Regions from separate parts of the Hordeum vulgare genome. Here region 2 is linked to region 1. Evidence: chromatin contacts called from public Hi-C data. All regions are on one chromosome and are shown on one strand. The core of a region is the stretch at or near the end of the contact, and the rest is flanking DNA. Distances in the headings are between cores, read along the strand shown. Region 1 holds the start of LOC123428214 (probable F-box protein At2g36090). Region 2 holds the start of LOC123426675 (photosystem I subunit O).

Evidence for each region. Hi-C and Micro-C count contacts between places; a contact is called where the count stands out from the background.
Region 2: a Hi-C map of leaf shows a contact between it and region 1, with 4 times the contacts expected there. The contact joins the promoter of LOC123426675 here to the promoter of LOC123428214 in region 1. A contact is called at or near these places in 4 of 6 Hi-C or Micro-C datasets (leaf and seedling).

The regions. Positions count from the first base shown.
Region 1 is chr2H:464,315,587-464,321,742 of MorexV3_pseudomolecules_assembly, reverse strand. LOC123428214 (probable F-box protein At2g36090) reads left to right here and starts at 3,645. Exons shown (of 2, transcript XM_045112399.1): 1 at 3,645-4,658; 2 at 4,743-4,913. The coding sequence starts at 3,645. The coding sequence ends at 4,550. It overlaps LOC123426674 (small RNA-binding protein 11, chloroplastic-like), which reads right to left. Exons shown (of 4, transcript XM_045110541.1): 2 at 5,821-5,889; 3 at 5,622-5,728; 4 at 5,127-5,459. The coding sequence ends at 5,349.
Region 2 is chr2H:464,933,053-464,939,454 of MorexV3_pseudomolecules_assembly, reverse strand. LOC123426675 (photosystem I subunit O) reads right to left here and starts at 2,369. Exons shown (of 4, transcript XM_045110542.1): 1 at 2,137-2,369; 2 at 1,952-2,036; 3 at 1,682-1,861; 4 at 1,320-1,566. The coding sequence starts at 2,209. The coding sequence ends at 1,470.

The DNA of each region.
Region 1 (6,156 bases), core at 2,396-4,895:
TGTGGACGGGCATGACAGTCAACACATGTTGGACCAGGGCCAAGCGCTCGTCGCACGTTAGTAGCGCCGCCTTCCATGTGGCAAGCTTGCCCAATAGCTTGTCGACAAGGGGCATCGGGTGGTAGGGTGGTACTTTCCGGAGTGAGAGGGGAAGACCAAGATAGTTCACCAGGAATGAAGTAACCGGGCAGCTAAGCGCTATGCCAATCGAAGCGACGGTCGTGGAGGGGCACTGGATGGGCAAGGCCAAGCACTTAGCAAAGTTAGTCCATAGGCCGAACACGTCCCCGAATAAGTCCAAAAGTCTGCTGACCGTGGTGAGCTCAGAAGTGTCAATGTGGCAGAAGATAACCACGTCGTCCACAAACAAGGATACGTTGGAGGCGGTGTGGCGATGCGTGGGCTGACGGATGATGCCAGATGACACGGCGTGTTGTAGCAATGAATTCAGGGTGTTGATGACCAAGAAGAGCATCGACGATACTGGATCACCCTGACAAAGGCCCTTCCAATGGGAAATGGGTGGGCCTAGGTCGCCATTGATCAGAACTCGTGTGGTGGATATGAGGATGGAAACCCACTCGCGCCACCGTGGGCCGAAGCCCAAGTGTTGTACTACCTGGAGGGGGAAGGGCCGGGAAACCGAGTCGAAAGCCCGTGCAATATCTAGATTTAGCATGATGCGAGGTTGCTTGAGCTCATGCAGTTGTCTTGCAGTCCGCTTGACTAGGAGGAAGTTATCATGGACGCTCCTACCGGCAATGAAGGCACTCTGGTTTATAGGGACAAGTTCCTCAAGCCTTGGGGCGTGGTGAAGAGATAAGACTTTCACGAACAGCTTCGCCACCAAATGGATATGGCTAATCGGACGGTAGTCAAATAGCGTGTCCACGTCCAGTTTGGGCAAGAGGAATATGAGTGCCTCATTCAGTCTCTGGAATGCCCGAGCATTGAGGGCGTAAAGCTTGTCGAAGACCACACAGAGATCATACTTGATGACATCCCAGCATGAGCGGAGGAACTCAGAGATGAACCCGTCTAGGCTGGGTGACTTGCCGGAAGGTAATTTCTTGACCGCTTCCCAGATCTCCTCCAAGGTGAATGGCTCCTCAAGGGAGGAGAGGTCAAGCGCTCGACGATGGCCGATGTCAATGAGGTTGAGAGTGGAGTATGTAGCTCCTTGAGATCCCAAGGTAAACTAGAAGTGCAATATGAGAATGATGAAGTTATCGCAGGCATCTCGTAGTTGACATCCATGTCATAACACTCAAGGAATAGCATCAGCTAGACTGAAATAAATGCAATAAATATGCGAGCAGCTTCGCGTGGAGATGAATTTGTCGTGCGCACCCCGGCCTGCTATGAAGATGTTTTGGTTGGCCGACACAAGGTCGCCAAGGCATGATGCGCTCAAGGTGAGAACCTTTGCGAACAGCTTCGCAAGGAAATGAATTAGGCATATGGAACAGTAGGGACAATTGCATTGCAAAGGTAATCACCTATATGTTGTGCTCCCTCTGTTTCATAATGTAATGTATATATGTTTTTTGCAAAGTCAAACTTTACAATACAATTTTTGACCAACTTTATAGAAAAAATCTTTTTTATCTACAATGCCAAATATATATAATATGAAAGTACATCTTGTGATGAAATAATAAGATATATTTGGTATTCTAAATATAAATGTTTTTCTTCACAAAGTTAATCAAAGCTTATGAAGTTTGACTTTTTAAAAATCTATATACACTACATTGTGAAATGAAGGGAGTATATGACAAACACTCGTAAAACGCTGTCCTCTCTATTGAGTGATTCTGGAAGAACCTGCGCCCCAAGTTTGATGCATCAAGGCTTAGGGCCTGTTTGGTTTCAATAAGTCAGGTGACTTAAAACCAATGACTTATAATTCACGCATGTTTGGTTGTCATCTGACCAATAAGTCACCTGACCACACCTTCCCATGCAAAAGTAGATGACTTATAAGTTTTAAGTTGGGGTGGAGCAACTTATGACTTATAAGTCGGGTGACTTATAAGTTGGGTCCGTTTGGCAAAATAAGTCACTTTTTGCACTTTTCAACTTATAAGTTGGTGACTTATTTGAAACCAAACAGGACCTTAGATGTCATGATGGCCAGCCATGCTTGCCATAAAGAGATTAGGACTGCAATACCTAGATAATGATGTCACCCATAATATAAGCCACTCGGGTCTTCATTATTTGCTCAGTCAATCTTATGAAAAATCTGACCTTATTGCGAGAACGATCTGCATCTGGTTAGCAAAATAAATACTTCCTCTGTTCCAAAATAGATAACGCAAATTTTAAATTAAATTAGTACAAAATTTATATTAAAACAACGATATTTATTTTGAAACGAAGGGAGTAGATTCTTTATAAGAGCAAACTCGGGTCTCAATTTATTTCTCTCCGGTCATTCGCTCTCTTTTATTTATTTATTTTGCGGGTGCGGTCATTCGCTCTCAGTCAATCCTGACAAAGACTGCGGCCATGCTCCGGTTTTGAAAGTTGAAAACCGAGGAGCAAAGATCCTGGTATGCTTATCATGTGGCTTAGACACGGAATCATAAATTCCCGCGTTAACGCTCCATTGTGACATGATGAAATCTCCGAGCTTACTGAATATCTCGAGAGGAAAAGGCACGTGGTTTTAGTGGTCTGGACGCTGGAAAAGAAGAGAAAGAATGCGCATGGTTTGAGCCTCCTATGTAGAGAGACAGTAGGACCTCATAGAATGATAAGACATTAATCTCCTCCAACTGTCCCTTGGCCAGCAGCACAGATGCCGATCGATCGCCCGAGGAAGAAGATACTACGTACTACATACTTACATAGACATGTGGCCTCTCCTCAAGAAAAACGATGGATGTGCTTTGACGCAATCAAGTCCCCGGCACACTGACCGCGGAATTAAGGCTTCCCATACTTTAGCCCAAGAAACTCTGACGGCTACCGGTGCCCATCATCATCCCAGCACGTACGGTCGTAAGGTTCATGAGATGAGAGGTACGCCACGCGACGCGCCGCGAGAGCACGTCGCTTGCGTTTACATGAACGACGATCACGACCAGTCGCCGCTCACCAGCGTGCATCGCGGGGAGAGAAATGTTGGGCCGGCTAAACAGACCCGTGGCGCAGCACCATCCGAGATTAGAGATGTGCCGGTCTCCGCTTCCCAGGGTCTCTGAACCGGACTCCTCTGAATAGTGAATAGTGTTTGCCACTGCACAATGTATCTCGGGGGGAGCTCAGCTCAACTGGACCAGAATGAGAGACGTGAGATCCGATTTGATGCTCTCGGGGTGAAATAGGAATGGCAGACTGCGCCCTCGGTTACGGGACCCCCATTGACCAAGTGCCACGCGTGCAGCCGGCACGGCCTGGAGCGCCGACGCGTGCAGCCTGCGCGTCTGCCACCGCGCACTGCCACACCCGCGCGGGCTTGATTGCCACTGCCACTGTAGTGCATCGCGAAATTATACTGGTCGGGCCGTCGTTTCCGCGGAAACCAGGGCGCGCTGCGCTTCCCCGCCATCTATATAGCCCGCCACGCACAGCCAAGCGAGTCACTCAAAGTCTCTACCGTCGGTCTCGATCTCCAGAAGCCGAACGAAAAAGACATGGTGTCTACCATCGAGGACCTGCACGCGGACGTGCTGGCCTGCGCGCTGCGCCGCCTCGACGGCCGCTCGCTGGCCGCCGCGAGCTGCGCGACGGCGGGGCTGCGCGCGCTGGCCGCCGACCCGGGCACGTGGCGCGCGCTCTGCCTCGCCGAGTGGCCGTCCCTCGCGGCCCAGCAGCACCGGCACGGGCTCCTATCCGCGGTTCCGCCGCGCCGCCTCTTCGCCGACGCGTCCCCCTTCCCGTGCCCGGACGCCGGGGAGCTCGGCGCCGGCGTGCTCCCCGCCAAGCTCGTCTCCGCGGTGGACGTGTACTACAGGGGCGCGCCCGTGCTGTCCCGCGTGGTGGAGACGCCCGCGTCGTCGCCGTGGTTCCTCAGCGCGCCGTTCCGCGTCGAGGCCGTCGACTGCAAGAAGCCGGCGCCGGTGGCGGCGGCCTTCTCTCCGGCGGAGCTCGAGCTGAGCTGGGTGGTCGTCGACCCCGCCCGCGGCCGGGCGGTGAACGTGTCGAGCAGGCGGGCGGTGGCCCTGGGCCGGCACTGGTACACCGGCGAGATGCTGGTGAGGTTCGCGGTGGTGCTGGGCGGGTGCAACTTCGAGACCACCGTCGCCTGCTCCGAGGAGGCCGGACACGTCAGCGAGGTCAGCCTCGCCGTGGAGAACGCCGACGGCGCAGCGGTGAGCGGCGAGGGCGCCCTCCGGCTCCTCGCCGCGGCAATGGAAGCGCGGAGGAGGGGAGGCGAGAGGGAGCGGGAGGAGGCCAAGGCGAGGTACGAGGTGTTCGTCCGGAACAAAAAGGGGAGGAAGGAGAGCAAGGCGCGAAGAGAGGTGCTCGTAGACCTGTGCTGCTCCGCCGCCAGCGCCGTCGCCGTGCTGGCCTTCTTCGCCACCGTCGTGCTCCGGTGACAAGTTCTTCTTGGCTTCTTGCCACCGACGGACGGATCCAGCAATGGAGTTCATTCATGCATGATGTAGGTGCACAGTAGGCATCATGCAGGAAATGAAATGTTTTGTGTAAGATTCCAACGGTATTTCTGCGCTCCAAATAAGACAGCATCAAGCAAGAACTAACGTGTATTTACATCTTCTCCCTGGCAGCTAGAGTGCGTACATCCATTCTAGATTTCTGGTGACAAAGTTGTCCTCCTAATAATCTAGGTGAAAATGACAGAGAAATGGAGGGACAGAAAAATCTGCCTATGAGTGCATTGGCATTCAAAAAATCGTACTATCAAGCAATGTGACATTCAAATGGCACAGTTCTCCTTAGATATGGGGGGAAAAGTATCTACATTGAGTGCATTCGCAGCCACAGTACGTACGATCAAAATCTACTGTTCCCCCACCTGCAGCAATTAATAAAGTTTATTTAAAGTACTACTCTACTAAGTATGAACAGCAAAGCATAGGCTCCAGGGCAGCCATGGGGAAAACATTGCTCTATCACTTGATTGCATCAGCAACCTGTCGACGACGAGGAGGTTAAAGAAGGGCAACATTATCTGATATGCTCTTTGGATGTGCTCTTCTGCTTGCAGAACATAAAATTCAGCACAATATTACGCGTGGATTACATTCTAAAAAATCTGTTCTTGCAAAACATAAAATTGAGCATAATTACACATCAGCTTTTCTCTAAGAGAATCGCAATCTACTTTATTTATATGTTTTTGAAGCTACAAGCATCAGCACAACGGGCATTTTTCAGTTGTTGCCGACTGGATTAGGAGGGCCTCTTGCTATTGGAACTACGTCTGCAGCACGGTCCTGTTTGGCCTTTGCAATGTCGACATATATAACTCGCCCATTAAGTACCTGTTGCAAGCTTGCATTGCTCAGCACTTCTTCTTCTTTTTTTCAAATGGAGCGGCAAAACATACAGATTACTAATATATTGAACTAGCAACAAGCCCTATATTGATAAACGCACGGTTCCTGCTAGTTCTTCAAAAGAAGAGAAGAAAAGAAAAAACTTGCCTTGCCGTTCATCTCTTCACGTGCTTTATTGGCCTCTTCCTCGGAGGCAAATTTCACAAAGCCGAAGCCTTTTGATCGGCTGGTCATCTTATCCGTGACAATGGTGGCTGAGCGCAAATAATAACAAGTTGCAACTTAGATCGTAACAAGAAGAACAATTGGCAGTGGAAGTTTGTTCTGGCAAGTGATGAGGATAAACCTTCTAATACTTGGCCATAACGCGTGAAAGCTTCTGCTAGGCTGTCTTCCGTTGCAAATTGTGACAAGCCTGTAAAACGATTAAAAACTGTGTCAGAAAGGCTTAGGCCCTGTTTGGGACGGCTCTGCTCCATCAAAAGCAGCTCTGCTCCATCAAATCCACTTTGGAGCAGTTTCATATGGAAGTTGTAGCTCTTTCAAAGAGAACGTTCGGATTTTATCCAGCTCCAGCTTCACGAATGGAAAGGATCTACTCCCTCTGTCTCAAAATAACTGTCTTAACTTTGTACTAGCTCTAGTATAAAATTATACTAAGCTTAAGACACTTATTTTGGGA
Region 2 (6,402 bases), core at 1,120-3,619, 620 kb before region 1:
AACATAGTTCGTTGCATGAATCCCCATAGTAATATGATAAGCACCTTGAACTATCTCTTCATGAACCAATTGATGTCTTACCCGCCACACATACCAGGTGGTAATGGCGATCATCTCATGACCATTCTGAAGAGCCATAATAGAGAAATCCTGGTCTGATAAATGGGTCTCTCGAATCTATCTCCCTCCATGAGGTGATACGTCCAACACAATCTTGATGATGTAGGAAAAATGGTGCTCGAGGGGTAACTGTCAACACACCATAGATTAGTTGTTGCATGAGTCTTAATTTTTTTGGTTGCAAGAGTCTTAATGGTGGACCACAACGAATTTCTTTTCCTTTGTCTTGAGCGGTGAAAAATTGCTCACATTGTTGTGTTTTGTTAAAAATGGTGCGGTGAGCAATCTTCAAATTCTTCAAAAACAGTCAAAGGAAAATATTTTGTGTTATGTGTCAAGAGTTTGTTCTATAGTCCAAAATCAATATATTTAAATCTATGAACAAAACTATCTTTAAAACAAAAAGTTTAAAGTTGTGGCTACTTGGTTGTCATACTCAAAAACACACATGTCATGGAGCATGTGGCGTTCCTCCTCCACGAGCAACTCCTCCAAGGACGAGGGTTCCCGTCCCCCACCCCGCCGATGTCGATTTGTCTCGTCTCTCGTGGCCTTAGGGCCATGGAGGCGGGGTGGATCCCGGCCCTTGCCGGCGGGAGGGGTGATGCTTCATTTTAGGTGTTTTTGAGCTTGTTTAGGATTTGTGTCCTGCTCAGGAAGGTGGGATAGCGGCGGCTTCTTGAAGATAGAACAAGGTTCTATCCGCGTAGCCTTCGTCCTCACGGTGCGTCTAGCGTTGTCGGAGGGTGTGTGGAGGTGTGTCTTCGACGAATCTTGCAGGATCCAATCTATGTTTGTCTTCCGTGGATCTGTTTAGATCGGTATTCATTCGTCAACCTTTGTATGTTTACATGATAGATCCTTCTCATATATGCTTTTCTTCAACGATGGATGTTGTTTTGGTGCGCTGGCCCTTTTGAGAGACTTTCTGACTATCTACTAGAGTAAAATTTGTCTCGCTCCGGTGAGGGAGAGATGGTGATAACGACACGTCCTTAGCTCAGTCCAGTCCTTGTAGTCGTTGGACGGTGGTCTATAGATATGAATGTATTTTTATTACTTGTGTCAATAGTAGTACCATGATGTTTGGTGAATAGATCTAAAGTTTTTTTTCAAAAATACATGCCATGGTGACAAAGCGTGTTGTTACTGTTGGTTTTGTTGAACTCGGTTTTGTGCTTAGCATGGAAGAGGGGCAATTAACAAACAGCAATCACACGGCTTGCGAAGCCACACGCATGCACGAAACCAGAAGGCATGACAGATTTTACATTGAACACACATGCGCAGAAGTAGCCCAGCACAAGTAAGGACGACGCACATGCATGATCCAAAAGCTAGTTAATCCACTACTTCTGGAAGTAGTCCTCGGTCCTGCCCTTGAACCCGATCTGGCCGAAGGTGAGCGCGATGAACAGACCCAGGTGCCACGTCACCAACCACAGCCTGCAGTGTCAATTACATTTAACCTTCAGAATCAAACCCCAAGTTGAAGCACAAGCATATATGTACTGGTGGTTAGTGCGTGAACGTGTGACGAGTGGTTTGGGTTTATCCTGACCAGAACTGCGACTGGAGAGCCGGGGGCGAGGGGAAGTGGGCGAGCTCCTCGCCGATGCTGGAGAAGAAGAGCCCCGTCAAGCTGTTGCCGTTGATCAGCGGGATGCTCGACGGCGCCAGCCACCCGATCAGCCCGAACCCGATCACGTTCAGGTCCCTCCGCAGCCAGTCCCGTGGGAACCTGATCGCCCAACAACGCAAAGCAAACAATCCGTCAGTGACACAGAAATTCACACGCCGATGCATGTATGGACAGAGTCATTTTTTTTACGTCATGCAGGTGATTCTGCCGTTCCTCTCCAGGTTCCTCGTCATCAGCGGGTTCCTCGCCGACACCCGGCCGCCACTCGTGAAGCCTACGTACACAGACCCAGCATTTCAGGACACACAACGTCAACGTCGAATTGGTGACAGAAAAAAGCTAGGCGCTTATAAGAGATCGACGCTGGCACGTACTGGTAGAGAAGGCTGGCCGGCGGGCGAGTGCGGCGCCGGCGAGGCCGTAGACGGTGGAGGTGGCGGTGGCCATGGTCTAAGCTGGTGTGCTGCGATGCAAAGGATCGTACGTCTCCGTGTGGAGCACCGGCCAGCTAGCTCTTATTTCCTGGTGGGTGCTACCTGCTACGGGACGGATGGAGACGCGTGGTGGCGAGAGCAAACGAGAGGGGGAGATTGTTGTGGGGTCGTTCCTGATGTGGATCACTTGCAGTGGATGAAATAGATTTGTTGCCGGAGGAGCGGCCTATGGGGATGCTCCACTTGGATACGTGTGGATAAGGCCTGGTATATCGAGGGTGACCTTTATCCTATGTGGTAGTGGGCTGTTTCCAGTACTGCGGAGTTTGGCTCCGGTTGGTTGTTTAGGTCAGGGTACCTCCAACGTCAATCCTTAAACGCCCCACGTTCATTTGGATTCTGCAGTCCGGATCATGAAAGTCATCTAATACAGGTTTGTATCGGTTCGTTGAGGGTCTGGATCATTATTTTTTTGCAAACGAGAACCAAACGTGAAGGGTTTTACAGGAGTTCGGGCATGAGAAATGTTGGAATCTAATCCTCTTTGGCCCATCCAGAAGGAAGACGGAGCCCGCGTTTTTGCAGCAACCTGCATTGTTTTCGCATCAAAATCCATCACTCCTTCTTCCATCCTCCGTTGATGTTCACCCAATTCCCGTCCTTTTCTTCTACTCTCTCCTTCCTTCCGTCGCCGACACATGGAACAGGAGGAGAACCTGTCAAAGATGGAGGTGGAGGAGGTGGAGGAGGATCCGAGCATCTTGCTCGCCCAGAAGATTAGTTCGGCTATGCGGCAAACTCATTGCGTCAAAGCGAAGGCCGCGAAGGAGGAGAATCTCAAGAAGCTGTTGGACGTCGGTGGGCATGGTCGTGGCGTCGAGCGTGGTGGTCGTGGTGGACGTCGTGGTGGAGGCCACAATGCTAAGACGGGCGCACCCGCAATACAGACGGTGTTGTGGCCGGAGTGTTACAAGGCCCCATACTACTGTACCGCCAAGCAACTCGGAACCGCCGCCAGGAAGGTGCCTTAAAGTGTCGATGTAAACGCGATGCCGCTCTTCTTCAAGTGGTCTTCATTGTAGCTGGTCTGGGCTCAAACGACGGGCGGGGAGCAGATGGGTGCACACACACTGTTTGCTACAATGCCTAGAGCGGGAGACCCGACGTTTGACGACCCGGACAGTGAGATGCTCGACATCATCCATGACGAAGGCGGCGGCGGAGGATATGGCTATGAGGATGTACATGTAGAAGACTCGGATCCCACCCAGTCTGGCAACTACCTGCATCAGTAGTCCTACAACCAAACGGGCACACAACATACCTACACCCAGACCGACGTGGGCACGTAACAACATTGGGCGGCCGGACAAGAACATGAGGAGGAGGAGGAGGGCAAGGACAATGATCCAGATGGTACATAAGGCGGTCCAAAGAAGAAGGGTAGAGGAGGAAGCTTCAACATGCGGGAGGACGAGCTGATGTGCGATGCATGGTTGGCCACTAGCCTCGATCCAATCCATAGCACGGAGCAAAAGGGACAACATTTTGGAACAACATTCATATTTGGTTCCACAAACACAAGCATCTCGCCCCCTACTTCGACGTAGTCATTCGCAACCGTGAATCGAAGTCCCTCAACCATTGATGGTACACCATCCAAGAGACCATCTCGGAGTATTGCGGGCACTTGAAGCATCTCGTCGCACGGTGGCCTAGCGGTTCATAAATAACCGAACACGATAGTTGATCACTAGCCGGATATGCTTAGTTTTCTTGCTCACAAGACAAATATGCTTATTTTTGTTGCTCACTAGCTGGATATGCATTGTTGACAACGTCATTTTGTAGCCTTCTCGTGCTTGTTTGGTGTACAAGAAGTTGGAGAAGAAAATTTTCACCGTCATGCATTATTGGTTGAAGTTGAATGGGCAACCAAAGTGGAACCATTTCATAGCAAAGACCGCCATCCAAGCTGTTGGAAATATGCCCTAGCGGCAATAATAAATTGGTTATTATCATATTTCCTTGTTCATGATAAGAGTTTATTATTCATGCTAGAATTGTATTAGCGTATGATGTTGGGGAACATTGCATGAGAAACAAATTTTTTCCTACGCACACGTAAGATCTATCCATGGTGATGACCATCTATGAGAGGAGAGATCGGATCCACATACCCTTGTAGTTCGCTAAGCGGGGAGCGTTAAGAAACGCGGTTGATGTAGTCGAACATCTTCGCGATCCAAATCGCAATCCATTCCACGAACTCCGTCCCGATCTAGCGCCTAATCGATGGCACCTCCGCGTTCAGCACACATGCAGCTCGATGACGATCTCCGCCTTCTTGATCCAGCAAGAGAGACGAAAAGGTAGCTGAATTCTCCGGCAGCACGACGGCGTGAGGGCGATGATGGTGGTGCTACTCCGGCAGGGCTCCGTCGTGCACTACCTGAATAGCCTACGGGGTGTCACGAAGTAGTGGAGGGAGAGGGGTTGCGCCATGGCTTAAGGTGCAGCTAGCCTCTCTCTCCTCCACTATATATAGGAGGGAGGGAGGGGTGGAGCCCTAGGGAAACCCCTAGGGGTTCGGCTGGCGCACCAAGGAGGGGAGGAGTCCTCCTCCAATTCAGTTTGGTGGAGGAGGAGTCCGCCTCCTAGTTGGTTTGCCCCACCTCTCTCTCTTTTGGCCTCTTTGGCGCATAGGCCTTATTGGGCTGGCCGCCCGGCCCACTAGGAGTTGGTGCGCCACACTTTAGGTCTATGTGGCCCTCTCCGGGTGGGCGGCCCCTCTCGATGGACCCCCGGAACCCATTCGTCACTCCGAGTACATTACCGAAAATACCTGAAAACTTTTCGGCATCTAAATATACCTTTCCTATATATCAATCTTCGTCTCCGGACCATTTCTGAACTCATCATGACGTCCGAGATCTCATCCGGGACTCCGAACAACATTCGGTAGCCAACATACATAATTCAACTATAACAAAACGTCACTGAACCTTAAATGTGCAGACGCTGCGGGTGCGAGAACTATGCAGACATGTCCTGAGACACTCTGCGGCCAATAACCAATATCGGGACCTAGATGTCCATATTGGCTCCTACATATTCTACGAAAATATTTGTCGGTTGAACCTCTATGCCAAGGATTCAGTTAATCCCATATAACATTCCCTTTGTCCTTCCGTATGTTACTTGTCCGAGATTTGATCGTCGATATCTCTATACCTATTTGAATCCCGTTACCGGCAAGTCTCTTTACTCGTTCTGTAATACAAAATCCCGTGGCTAACTCTTTAGTCACATTGCTTGCAAGGTTTGTTGTGATGTTGTATTACCGAGTGGGCCCCGAGATACCTCTCCGTCATACGTAGTGACAAATCCCAGTTTTGATCCATGCTAACTCAACGGACACCTTCAGAGTTACCTGTAGAGCATCTTTATAGTCATCCAGTTACGTTGCGACGTTTCATACACACAAGATATACCTCCGGTGTTAGTTAGTTACATGATCTCATGGTCATAGGAACATTTACTTAACATGCAGAAAAACAGTAGGAATAAAACGACACGATCACATGCTACATTCATAGTTTGGGTCTTATCCATCACATCATTCTCCTAATAATGTGATCTCATTATCAAGTGACAACCCTTGTATATGGCTAGGAAACCTTGACCATCTTTGATCAATGAGCTAGTCTACTACAGGCTTACTAGGGACAATGTGTTGTCTATGTATCCACACATGTATCTGAGTTTCCATTCAATACCATTCTAGCATGGATAATAAACGATAACTTAAACAAGTAAATATAATAATAACTATTTTATTATTGCCTCTAGGGCATATTTCCAACATATGAAACCAAAGTGGGACAAAGGAAGAATAAGAAGGAGAGATCTCTCCCCCTCTCTCTCGATGGCGCCGTAGCGCCGTCGGGCAACCATCGTGACGACAATCTACACCAACAACTTCGCCGCCGTCACCACAAACTCTCTCCTCCTCTATGCAGCGGTGTAAAACATCTTTTCCCTGCAGTAATCTCTACTTAAACATGGTGCTTAATGATATATATTATTATCCAATGATGTGTGTCTATCCTATGATGTTTGAGTAGATATATTTTGTCATATGGGTTAACTGTGGTATGGTGTGATTGATATGAGTTGTATGTTAATGGTGTTGTCCTAACGTGC